Linked DNA regions of Arabidopsis thaliana: region 1 is linked to region 2. Evidence: chromatin contacts called from public capture Hi-C data. All regions are on one chromosome and are shown on one strand. Each heading gives the region's core, a stretch centred on a gene start, on an enhancer-like site or on the middle of the called end of the contact. The rest is flanking DNA. Distances are from core to core; before and after follow the strand shown. Region 1 holds the start of AT5G24240 (phosphatidylinositol 4-kinase gamma-like protein). Region 2 holds the start of AT5G24040 (F-box SKIP23-like protein (DUF295)).

Evidence for each region. Capture Hi-C pulls out chosen DNA fragments and counts their contacts.
Region 1: a contact with region 2 is called in a capture Hi-C map of root, with 2.1 times the contacts expected there. The contact joins the promoter of AT5G24240 here to the promoter of AT5G24040 in region 2. A contact is called at or near these places in 2 of 3 other capture datasets (root and seedling).

Annotation. Positions count from the first base shown.
Region 1 is chr5:8,232,281-8,239,030 of TAIR10.1, reverse strand. AT5G24240 (phosphatidylinositol 4-kinase gamma-like protein) reads left to right here and starts at 4,881. Exons shown (of 3, transcript NM_122330.2): 1 at 4,881-5,070; 2 at 5,809-6,750. The coding sequence starts at 6,106. AT5G24260 (prolyl oligopeptidase family protein) reads left to right here and starts at 737. Exons shown (of 6, transcript NM_122332.4): 1 at 737-871; 2 at 1,175-1,568; 3 at 1,980-2,177; 4 at 2,266-2,295; 5 at 2,395-3,504; 6 at 3,612-4,347. The coding sequence starts at 1,221. The coding sequence ends at 4,166. It overlaps SOS3 (Calcium-binding EF-hand family protein), which reads left to right. Exons shown (of 9, transcript NM_001203448.2): 8 at 1-68; 9 at 172-548. The coding sequence ends at 250.
Region 2 is chr5:8,125,565-8,131,993 of TAIR10.1, reverse strand. It overlaps AT5G24040 (F-box SKIP23-like protein (DUF295)), which reads left to right and starts at 4,648. Exons shown (of 3, transcript NM_122309.2): 1 at 4,648-4,911; 2 at 4,983-5,457; 3 at 5,557-6,045. The coding sequence starts at 4,658. The coding sequence ends at 5,949. AT5G24050 (plant-specific B3-DNA-binding domain protein (DUF313)) reads left to right here and starts at 2,592. Exons shown (of 1, transcript NM_122310.1): 1 at 2,592-3,641. The coding sequence starts at 2,592. The coding sequence ends at 3,641. AT5G24060 (Pentatricopeptide repeat (PPR) superfamily protein) reads left to right here. Exons shown (of 11, transcript NM_001203447.1): 6 at 264-425; 7 at 524-661; 8 at 750-1,043; 9 at 1,147-1,299; 10 at 1,416-1,511; 11 at 1,617-2,015. The coding sequence ends at 1,721.

The DNA.
Region 1 (6,750 bases), core at 3,632-6,131, 110 kb before region 2:
GATGAATGGAAAGACTTTGTATCCTTGAATCCATCGCTCATCAAGAACATGACTTTGCCATATCTAAAGTGAGTTCATAATTTACACCGTGACCAACTTTGATCCAAACCAACTGCTTTGATTGTTGCATTGAATCAAATTGACTAATCAGAAGATTCTTGGTAAATGTAGGGACATAAATAGGACGTTTCCAAGTTTCGTTTCATCTTGTGAAGAGGAAGAAATGGAATTGCAAAACGTATCTTCCTAATATAAGCCATGCAAGGAAAGATAAATATACATAAAACGAATATTTTTGTACAATATCTTAAAAGAGGAAGATAGAGATGTAAGCTAGGATTTGGAAATAAACCGATCTTGATAACGATATTGGACTTGCCTTGTGTACTGTATATATTTAGTTATTTACATAGCGACTCTCCATCTCACATACATAATTACTAATTAAATATTTACAAATCTAGTCTATTATTGCTTCATTGTTGTATATACCAAAATATATGATCCACCTTTTGCGGATATTCATATTTTTGTTACATGAAAATATTCGTGTTTTTTTTAGAATAACAATAAAAAATTTGTACACACATGGTTTATTATTGTAGATAATATTAATATATATCAAACGAAATTTTAAAAGTAGATGATTTATGAAAATAATTTTTGCTTATTTTAATTAGTTCTTGAGTAAAATTATTTATACATTCTAGATATTAAATAATGTTGAATTTTTAATTGAATAAACACTTTATTATATATAAAAATTGAAAAACAAAGCAAGCCGAGGAATCTCTCTCTAATCTATCTCCAAGACGGACCAAACCAGTTTTAGTTCTATCTCTCAATCTCTCTGATCAGCTCCATTTCCAATGTAAGCCCACCAACTTCAACTCTAATCTCCATCTTCCTCTTCCTCTTCAAATTCGTTTAGTTCAACAAGTTCCCATCTTTCCAGTGTCAATCGACGATTCCTTTTTCCGTTAATACGCATGTATTTGATTCTTATTGCTGAGGAATTGAAGAACCATTTTGATCATTGTTGTACCCATTGATGTCAAATTCAAGATATAATTGATTACTGTTTGTTAATCTTCGTTGACGTGATAAAGTTGACTCCTTTTTGTGTAGTGCAATTCAAAGGTAATGAAGATTCTTGTTGATGGTTATTTTGCAGTTTGTTGGAAAGTAGATACCTTTGAGAATCTAAAGGATCTCCCTTTATGGCGGATAAGGACGTTCCTTTTGGGGTTGAAGATATTGTTCAGACGCCTTTACCTGGTTATGTAGCTCCAACTGCAGTTAGCTTTAGTCCTGATGATTCTTTGATCACTTATTTGTTTAGCCCTGAAAAGAATTTGAAAAGGAGGGTGTATGCTTTTGATGTCAATAAAGGGGAATCTAATTTGGTTTTTAGTCCTCCTGATGGTGGAGTTGATGAGAGTAACATTTCACCTGAAGAGAAGTTGAGGAGGGAGAGGTTGCGGGAGCGTGGTTTAGGTGTAACTCGGTATGAATGGGTCAAGACTAACTCAAAGATGAGATTCATTGTGGTTCCTTTACCTGCCGGGGTATGTTCTGTTTTTTCCTTGCTTCTATAATCGACACTATGTTCTTCGTTAGTTTCTTGAAACCTGTGGAAATTTTACTGGAATTGTGTTACTTTTTAGAGAACAAAGATGAATTTGAACTGAATCTGGTAGGAACTAGAATGTGATGGAAGGAGAACTTATTAGGGGCATTTGACCATGTGGTTTGTTGAGAGCCTATAGGCTTGGGAGGGTTAGGAGATCTCTTAGGGTTTCGTTGATCCAAAGATATTAAAGAGGACTTGTGCTTGTTCGTCATAATCCAGAGTCTGAATCTTATCAGCTGAATTAGTGATCTTTCTTACATGTAGCATTCTTTTTTTAATGTCTTGAAATAATCTAAACTCTGATTGGGTTACCTTTTTGTATGTTTTGTGTTGTGACCATGGTTAGGTGTATATGAAGGACCTTTCTTCATCACCAAATCCGGAGCTCATAGTTCCAAGTTCACCCACTTCTCCAATTATTGATCCTCGTCTATCTCCTAATGGCTTATTTCTTGCATACGTAAGAGAATCCGAGTTGCATGTCCTCAATTTGTTAAAAAACCAGACACAACAGTTAACTAGCGGTGCCAATGGAAGTACTTTGGTAAGTAAAGCTTTTGCTACATGACTGTTCTTGTGGTCTAATCAACATACTCTCAGGAGAATAACTGTGATTTGTTTTGTTGTTGCAGAGTCATGGCCTTGCTGAGTACATAGCTCAGGTGAGAAACTTTTCCCTGAAAACTTCTCCATTTTATTTGTTCATTCTACAAATTGAATGTTATATCAGAAATAATTTCTTGCAACTTTTTCTATTTCAGGAGGAGATGGATCGGAGAAATGGGTATTGGTGGTCATTAGATAGCAAGTTTATCGCCTATACAGAAGTTGACTCCTCACAGATTCCTTTGTTCAGAATAATGCATCAGGGAAAACGTTCGGTTGGTTCAGAGGCGCAAGAAGATCATGCTTATCCTTTTGCAGGAGCTCTCAATTCTACACTTCGTCTCGGGGTAGTTTCTTCAGCTGGTGGTGGAAAGACGACTTGGATGAATCTTGTGTGCGGAGGAAGAGGCAATACAGAGGACGAGTATCTTGGTAGAGTCAACTGGCTGCCCGGGAATGTCCTCATAGTGCAGGTTCTGAATAGGTCGCAGAGTAAACTGAAAATCATCAGCTTTGACATAAACACTGGTCAAGGAAACGTACTGTTGACGGAAGAATCCGACACGTGGGTGACTTTACATGACTGTTTTACTCCTCTGGAGAAAGTCCCTTCATCGAGAGGTTCAGGAGGATTCATTTGGGCCAGTGAGAGGACTGGTTTTAGACATTTGTATCTTTATGAGTCTGATGGGACATGCCTTGGAGCTATTACTAGCGGTGAATGGATGGTTGAGCAAATAGCAGGTGTAAATGAGCCGATGAGTCTGGTGTATTTCACAGGAACCCTTGATGGACCACTTGAGACTAATCTTTACTGCGCAAAATTGGAAGCTGGGAATACATCTCGGTGTCAACCCATGAGACTTACACATGGGAAAGGAAAACATATCGTTGTGCTCGATCACCAGATGAAGAACTTCGTTGACATTCATGATTCAGTTGATTCGCCTCCGCGGGTTTCTCTTTGCTCTCTGAGTGACGGAACTGTACTCAAGATTCTCTACGAGCAGACATCTCCTATACAGATACTGAAAAGCCTTAAACTAGAGCCTCCAGAGTTTGTTCAAATACAAGCAAATGACGGAAAGACAACACTGTATGGCGCGGTTTACAAACCCGACAGTTCGAAATTTGGTCCTCCTCCATATAAAACAATGATTAACGTTTATGGAGGTCCCAGCGTTCAGTTGGTCTATGATTCTTGGATTAATACAGTCGACATGAGGACACAGTATCTGAGAAGCAGAGGCATCTTAGTTTGGAAGGTTCTACAAATTCTTTTTCTTCTCTCTTTTTTACTCAGGAAAATGTTGAATAAGGTTTACTCAAAGATGATGCTTTAGAATTGAAATGTTATCACTGATTTGTGCAGCTTGATAACAGAGGAACTGCACGGCGTGGGCTGAAATTTGAATCTTGGATGAAGCATAACTGTGGATATGTTGATGCAGAAGATCAAGTAACTGGGGCCAAATGGCTAATCGAGCAAGGTCTGGCTAAACCAGACCACATTGGAGTGTATGGTTGGAGTTACGGTGGGTACCTTTCAGCTACACTCTTGACCCGATACCCTGAGATCTTTAACTGCGCTGTCTCGGGTGCTCCTGTTACATCTTGGGATGGCTATGACTCGTTCTACACGGAGAAGTACATGGGTCTTCCCACGGAGGAGGAGCGCTACCTAAAGAGCTCGGTAATGCACCATGTCGGGAACTTGACCGATAAGCAGAAGCTGATGTTAGTACACGGAATGATCGATGAGAATGTGCATTTCAGACACACGGCTAGGCTTGTGAACGCGCTTGTTGAAGCGGGAAAGCGGTACGAGTTGTTGATATTTCCCGATGAACGGCATATGCCACGGAAGAAGAAAGACCGGATATATATGGAACAGAGGATTTGGGAGTTTATAGAGAAGAACTTATGAAGATACTTTCACAGAACCTGTTGTTGCTTTTGCTTTTTGTCACATTCTTTTTCATTTCTTTACATGGTATATAAATTATATATCATGCCTATTGAATTGGTTAACACTTTTTATTTTACAATCATACATGGTTCTTCTCGGTTTAGGTTTCTATTCAATTATCATTATGAGGCTTCATGAGTCTGCCTATTTCGTGTTAGAATTTTTCGGTTATGTTCGGTTATCAGGAATCAAACCAAAGCAACCCAAAATTAAACCGATTTAGCGGTTTTATAGATCGGTTCGTATCACTGATCCCACCAAAACGCCGGTGATTGACGGATTTCGATTTTTCCAACGACGCCACGTTGGTCATCGCCATTTGTCTAACATTGACTTTAATGGTGAAAATCTGCATTTTATGCTAAATATTCCATTGACCAAAAAATTGCTAACTATTCCATTTACACCAATTGTAAACAAAGAAATTTGACAAATGTATTAATTTGAAAACGATCAATTTCAATTTTTATAGAATTCACTAGCAAAAAGTGTTGTTGTTTGAATTTGGTAATTTCTAGATTCGTCTGATAAAAGATTTGCGTCCGTTACGGAAACGGTATCTGCCCTACCGTGTGGAGAAGTTCACGGCGTTAAAGATCTCAATTAAACTTCCGTCAAAAGTCAGCGAGGTCAAACTCTATAAATACATCCCCACAAAATTCGCCGCTGTTCAAAGAAGACTTAGTTACCACTGTTTCTCTCTCTCCCTTTTTTTTTTCTTTCTTCTGGGAACGCTAAAATTTTCTGGGGGAAATAAAATTGAAGAGAGGGGTTTTCGAATTCTCGGAAACTTGGCGAGTAAGTTTTATCGAATAACACCAGTTCCGATTAGATTCTTCGCTTCACGGATTTTTATTCCGAGGTATTACCATTTCTTAATTTTATTTTCTAGGTTTGTTTTCGATTTCTCTGAAGAATTGATTAATTTCTTCTTTTCGATTTTCGATTTTCGATTTTCTCGCCGGTGTCTCTTCCGATCATGGATGATGAATTGTATCGGTTTCGATGATCGGGAAATGTGTGTAGAAATTCGAAATCGGGTTTTGATTTTGGAGATTTATGTAGCGATTCTCTGGAGATATACTCGTTTGATGATCCGAGACTTATATTTAGTGATTAAGGATTGAATTATTGGTTTTACTTCTTCTTTGAATTTGTAAAAGTGTGAGAATTAGTGTTTAAATCTTAATTTTCTCATAAACCTAAATTAAGATTAGTAATCAGATAAAGTCTTAAAAACTTAGGCCAGCCTGTTTGGTTTTGTGATGATTAAAATCCGATTAAGACGTTGACTTAAAACTAATTTTGTGGTGGCTGTTGTTTGGTTATGCTTTTTAAGCTAATTTTAGCTTTGAAGATTTCTAATTATATATAGATTGAGAACAAAAGTTTTAAAGGTTATATAGTTTGCTCATGTTCCAACAAAAAAAAAAAAGGTTATATAGTTCATCATCTATACAAAGAGGTTGGTATTTTTTTAAAAATCTTTTTTTTTGTGTTTGATCATAATTTTTAATACCCTGAGGTTAATTAGAAAATAGTGATTGTTGTTGTTGATGTTCCATGACTGATTCCTGTGATCATTGTTTCTCTCATTCAGGTTCTTTGGGATTGATGTGATTACGAGATACATTTCAGCTACGATAATTCGTACGAAAGCCTAATCATAGGGGGTTTAGGGTTGTCTTAACTTCAATATGAACTTTTGGAAAATATTGATTGGCAAGATGTGAGTTAGAAAGCTTTTCAGTTCCAGAGTTCCTGAACCCGTGCAGGGACTTGGTCTTTTCTAAAGCTCACGGGAGAAGAATAAGGGTTGATTCCTGGGATTTCAGCCTTTATTCCCTGTTGAGCTCTCTTCATTCCCAGGAATTTAGGATAGAAGTGTACAGTTGGAATGTCAGTTGCTAGTGTAGCGTTGAGTCCAGCCCTGGAGGAACTTGTCAACTTTCCAGGTATTATTGGACGGTTTGGTTTCAACTTAGACGACCCAATCCTGGTTTTTCTGACTATTGCTGGATCTGTGATCCCTAAGCGGGTCATGGAGTCAGATTCAATAGCATCTGTGAAGCTAAGGATTCAGAGTATCAAGGGTTTTTTTGTGAAGAAGCAGAAACTTCTGTATGATGGTAGAGAGGTATCTCGAAATGATTCCCAAATTCGAGATTATGGCCTTGCTGATGGGAAACTGTTGCATTTGGTTATTAGACTTTCAGATCTTCAAGCCATTTCTGTAAGAACTGTTGATGGGAAAGAGTTTGAGCTCGTTGTTGAGAGGAGTAGAAATGTTGGTTACGTGAAGCAGCAAATTGCTTCAAAGGAAAAAGAGCTCGGAATCCCCAGGGATCATGAACTCACATTAGATGGTGAAGAGCTGGATGACCAGAGACTCATCACTGATCTCTGTCAAAATGGAGACAATGTGATTCACTTGCTAATTAGCAAATCCGCTAAAGTCAGAGCTAAACCAGTGGGGAAGGATTTTGAAGTGTTTATCGAAGATGTAAATCACAAGCACAATGTGGATGGTAGAAGAGGAAAA
Region 2 (6,429 bases), core at 3,399-5,898:
AAGCTCCTTTCTTATTACTCTTGCTTTTTCCTTTTTTTGCTAATTTTCCAATCTTCTGAATCTAAACGTGCATAAGCATGCTTCAATAGTAGTCATATAGGTTGGTGCCACTGCTTTATTTTATATCCTTGTGTATATGTCTATATGTTTTTCTTTAGTTTAAATGATTCTGCTGCATGGTGTTTTCTTTACAGTTGCTTTTGTTCTTTTCTCTATTCACTTGTATGGAGATATAACTGTGATAAGTGACATTTGCAATGCAGCAAGTAATAGTAGGTTTTGATACGATGGAGATGATCAAGGACATGGAGCTGAGCAGTCCATCTGGTATTGGTTTTGGGATTGAAGAAATCGAAGATGGTGAAAGTGAAGTTGAGGATGAAAACAAGGGCGATGAGGATGAAGGAGAAGACAAAGATGACGAGGTTTGAAAAGCTTTCGTGGTCTTATTGAGGAACTTCACATGGAAAAAACCTGTCTTATGCTTAGCATGCTTCACAATATACTGTGTTCTTGACTCCAGGAATGGGTTGCTGTTCTAGAAGATGGAGATGACGAGGATAACTATGTCTCAGACTCTGATGAATCACTTGGAGACTGGGCAAACTTGGAAACGATGCGATATTGCCATCCTATGTATTTTGCCAGGAGGATGGCCGAGGTTACTTGCAGTCCAAAAATTGATTTGTGATTTATCAAATATCCACCATGTGAAGACTATAAAACTTAGTTTCTTTATTGAAATTTAGGTTGCTTCAACTGATCCTGTAAATTGGATGGATCAGCCGTCCGCTGGCCTTGCTATCCAAGGGCTCTTGAGTCCTGTCATTGTGGAAGATCACTCAGATATCCAAAAACATATCTCTGGTTGTATATCTACAGGCACTGACAAAAACAAGGAGAGAGAAAACTCAGAAGAGATATTTGAAGGCATTGGTGAGAATGAATCTGAGATATTGCATGTTGAAAATTCGAGAAATGCTATACAGTACTACAAGCTGGAGATAATAAGAATCCAGCTCATCACGGCACAGGGGCATCAGGTTACGATAAAGCCTCTCCCTTTTTAATATATACTCTTTAAAAGGCTCTATGGAAGTTTTAGCTCATGCATTTGGTTGGTTGTGTATTTTTGCTTTTGAACAGACTGAAGTGGAAGTGGAAGACGTCAGGAAAGCACAACCTGATGTTATTGCTTGTGCATCAGATGGTATACTGACTCGTCTAGAAGAAGATGGCGATAAACTAACTGAAGCTCTCAGATCTCTGTGTTGGAGAAATAATGGGATTCAAGCAGAGGTAAAGAAACTGGAACTTTACGTTACATTACTGGAATTTCAAAACGAAGTTGTTGTATAGCTTTCACGACTATACTGTGACAATCATGATTATATCCATATGGTGTTACAATGTAGGAAGTGAAGCTCATTGGGATAGATTCACTTGGTTTCGACCTTAGGATTTGCTCAGGAATGCAAATTGAGACATTACGGTTTGCATTCTCGATAAGGGTATGTCGATTTTCGTTTTCTATCTTCTTAGACTCTGATTAGTGAACAATGATAATACATACGATATCACTTAGATTAATGCGGCCTGATAACTCTGTGTTGCAGGCAACATCAGAACACAACGCTGAGGGACAGTTGAGAGAATTATTATTCGCTTCTACACCTTCCAAGCCGCAGAAACCAAAACAAACGAATCAAAAGGAATCTTAGAGTCTTAATAATGTAGCTACAAGAAACATATTCAAACTGCAATTTCTCGTGTATCAATGAAAGTGCCCTCACCAGTCAGACATGAACTAACACTCCTGCTAACGTTAAAGATCGTTTGTGGTCAGACAAGCAATTTCAAGGTTGGCTTATTGGAGATTGGTGTGTGTGTGTGTGTGTGGGGGGGGGGGGGGGGGGTCTCATGTTGTTTCATTGTTTTCCAATTAATTCTTGACACTGTTTATACATAAATATATGATCTTCAAGTCTAAGGGTTAATAGACTTATTAATTCTTCAAGTCTCTGGGTTAATATAGTTTATACAATTTATACAGAAGACCTTATTAATTCTTCAAGTCTCTGGGTTAAGAGAGCATTGAAATTTATCCCAATTTATACATAAATATATGATCTGTCCAAATAGTTTTACATAAATCTCATCTCTTTATCGTAACTCTTATTTTTGTATTTTGTCACTAATAACTTTTTTACATTCATAAAACCCACTTCAAAAGATTGTATCTTAGTTTAGTTGTTTAATTACATTTGTATTCATAAAGTGAGAATGAGAGACTCTCACACACCTAGAAAAAGGAAATACCGAGACAAGGACTATATCGTAATTATAAGGTTAGCTATTAACGAAAATAAAATCAGACAACGGCTAATTAGTTACTAATCACAGTAATTAAACAACTAAACTCAAAGAAAAAAGGAAACCCTAAATTTGATGTAAGCAGAGAGCGCAAGTATTATTATATAATGCAATAGAGACTCTCTCATTCTCAGTTTCTCTCAGATTCTCTAATTTCCTTGTGTCTCACGATTTGCTCTCAGAAGAACTTGAGTTTTCGATTCTATCAAAAATTCACAATGACTAGTATCTATCACGATGATGACGATCATCTCACGGCTTCAGGTAAAGACCTGTGGTCGAATTTCTGTGTACTGGTTGATGCGGCGGTTATGTTATATGAAGAAGAAGAAGAAGAACAACGTCGTAAGATTGTCTCTGAAGAAGAAGAAGAATTCCAGAAGAGAATCTTTTGTCTCTTCCCGAGAAAAACAAGATCGTCTTTGGTGAAGAGACAACAAAATCTTATTAGGGTTTCTACTTCTTCATCGCTTATCGATCTTAACCAGTTCCCTACCGATTCTGAGATCGAAGACCCACAAAACCATCTTCAAGGGCTATCCTCTTCATGTTTCATTGCCGCTAATTCCGAGACAAAAACATTACAAAACCCTAGTTCAGAACCTTGTTCTTCACTCGGACTCTTTGGTCACAAGACGGCTGAGTACCAAAAGACGGAGACGAAAGACCCACCAAACCCTAATTTCCCATGTACTATGTCTTTGTGCCTAATGGAGAACACAAGCCGCAAGAGACGTGCTGTGGAACAAAGGAAGCGTAGTGGTGGAGTCAAGAAAGCAAATGTTGCTCCTTTTTCACAAACGGCGAGAGAGACACCTGAGTGGCTTGTCAAGGTGATGACAAACATGAAAGAAGCCAAAGACGCTAAATTGATCTTTGAGAAGACTCTGTTCGTGACTGATGTAAACCCAACAAAGAACCGTCTCTCAATGCCTTTCAACAACTTACTCCGAAACGATTTCCTGACGTCTGTGGAGTCCATAATCATAAACGAAGACATCAACAACAATAACAAGATTGGAGTGGGAGCGATTCTCGTGGATCAACGGTGTAAAAAGTGGGGTGTGATGTTAAAGAGATGGGAGATGAAGAAGGAATCAGGTAAAGGAAGCTGGAGTTACAATTTGATTTGTGGGTGGAACGACATCGTTGAGGCTAACAGATTGAAAGAAGGCGACAACATTACTCTTTGGTCGTTTAGGTGCTGTGGAATCCTCTGCTTTGCCATGGAACAGAGTAGCTCTTCCCTTGCTCTCTGTCTCTGCTAAGTTTCTTGTGTCGGTTGAGACTATAACTTGATTGATCAACACGCACAGCGATCTAATTTCAGGAGATTCTGGACTTCTTTTTTGTCTAAGAGTTTGATTAAGAAAATTAGTGTTCCTTATTAGTAACTTGTTCCATATATTGTTTCAGATCATTATAACCGTATGTACTATAGTATGAAAACTTAGCATTTTTGACATGAATCTTGTTTGTTGTTTGGTCTACTTTAGTTACTGCATTGTTACCTTTCGATTCCTTGTAATATATCTCCAAGTCTTATTTTGTCTAATGAAATTGATCCAATCAATAAAAGTGTTTTTAATACATTCATTAGAAATGCTCGATACAATCAAAACCTGTGTTTTGTTCTACTCAGTAAGAATCTGATTTTGAAACTCAAGTATGAAGAGCAAAATGATCAAATCAGGAACCAAATTTGTTGCCAAGACAGGTTTTGCTACAATTGCTTCTTCAGCCACTTGAATAAGTACACCGTACTTGGACGTTGATTAGCTCGATTTTCTCAGCCTTAATAGCAAACACAACGTTTCGCTTCCGCACATCTATAAGATCTCGTTTTCTTGTCTAGGATCTTGTCAGTTTATGATTAATGTAGAAATTCTGAAACTACAATACAAAAATACAAATCCTAGGTGAATTATAGTTTCGAAAATCCATATTAAAAAAAAAAATCCATATAGATTATTTAAAATACACCAATCAAGTGTTGGTTATTTTCGGATTTTGAAAAAACCGTTAGGCAATTTGAAAGCAAAAACAAAAAAAAAATGATCTCTATAATCATACACTCATTCGAATTTCTCCTCAAATTTGTTAAACTTTCAGAAAACTGAATCGAACACAAGCAGGGATTGTTACAGCTTGTAGTACACGTCAAGTAATAAAGTCAACGCATTTCCTCAATCAAGAGAGCAACAGAGAAAGTCAACACGTTTAGTTTTAGGCTTTTAGCTCTACATTATTATCAGACCAAGTCTATAATCACTCAGAGAATAAAATGGTAAAATGGTCGGAGTTGCCACCGGAGATTCTCCACTTGATCTCCCTTAAAATCGACAATCCCTTTGATCTGATCCACTTTCGGTCAGTTTGTTCCTTTTGGCGATCCTCTAGTCTCCTCAAATTCAGACACATGACATCACTTAGATGTCCTCTTCCCCTTGATCCCGGCGGTTGTGGTGATGATTGCCATATCTTGAGCAGCCGTGTCTACCTTCTCAAGTGTCCTAATCGTGACCGTCCCCAATATTGGTAATAAAATCTGTTTCTTGTATTGATTCTTGAATCTTGATGATACATAGATGATAATTTTCTCCTGCCAGGATGTTTAAACTACAAGCTAAAGAGAATGGAGAAGTTGTTCTACATAGTTTGTTCTTAAGAAGAAACTCCTCTGCGTATGGATGCTTGTATCCAAGTCTATCTATTGATTTGCTCAATTGTCAAATCTTTGAGCTAGCGCAAGAACATGTGGCTTGTTACAGCGAATGGTTTGAATTATTTGAATGCATTTCAAAATGTGAAGAACGTATCGGATTTATGGGTCTAAACAGAGAGAAAAACGAATATATGATTCTAGGGAAGCTCTCATTCAATGGTCTCGCAATGTATAGGTCAGTCGATAACCGTTGGACTGAGCTCGAGATAACACCCGATTCATTTTTTGAAGGGATAGTTCCATTTAAAGGCAAGTTTTACGCGATAGATCGCACCGGAAAAACAACAGTGGTAGATCCAACACTAGAAGTGAATACATTTCAGCGGTCAAGACCTTGTGATAAGACAAGGAAACGTTGGGTAAGGAGACGACCAACATTTTTATATCTTGTATTTCATGCAACTTGGAACAAAACTAAAATTTACAAGTCTTTTTATTTCATTCGTTATCTCCAACAGCTTTTAATGACAGGGGACAAACTCATTCTCGTAGAGATGTGCACAAAGAGCCGATACGATTTTCACATACCAAATATCCGTGAGAAAAAGATATGGTTCGAAATATCAGAGTTAAACGAGGAAAGAAACGATTGGGATCAAGTGGAAGATATGGACGGTCGTGTGTTGTTCTTGGAGCATTATTGTACCTTCTCATGCTTGGCTACTGAAATTCCAGGGTTTAGGGCTAACTCTATAATCTTCATGGACTTGTGGGGAGGATCTAACTCATATGAACTTGAAAGCATTCTCGTGTATGAATTCAATGAGAAAGGCGTAAGATCTTTAAGAGATAAATTGGAGTATATAGAGCTGTTTCCATTTCCCCCTGGTTGGGTAATCTCCAACGGATAATTATATGACATTCACTAAAACATGCATGCCTTTTATTATTTTTGTTTTGTTTTGTATATACTATGATTTTCCTTTTGTATTTGACCAAAGTTTGGCTGCTAATTATAGTTCCATTTGTTATTATTGAAACTAGCTAGACCAAAGCATCCCCTAGGTGAACCAGTCGTCTATCATATACCGGAGATACGTTCGGAACACACATACATAAATGGTAGTGATCTAGCAGAATGTCTACTTCTCTGAAATTAAAGTTTTTATTTTGGCCGTAACTCCTGTTTCTTGTTTTCTCATTTTGTTTGCAAATTTAGAATTTTTTGAATTTTCTTAGGCAATTTGTTTTGTATCTTAAATTTTCAAGTTGCATTGCATTAGCCATGAGGGGTCATTTTTGGGCCGGCAACTAGAAGATGCCAGCTTTAAGGACTCAGTGACTCACACAACTCTAAAAGAAACAGCAATTATCAAGTCATATGGGTCCAC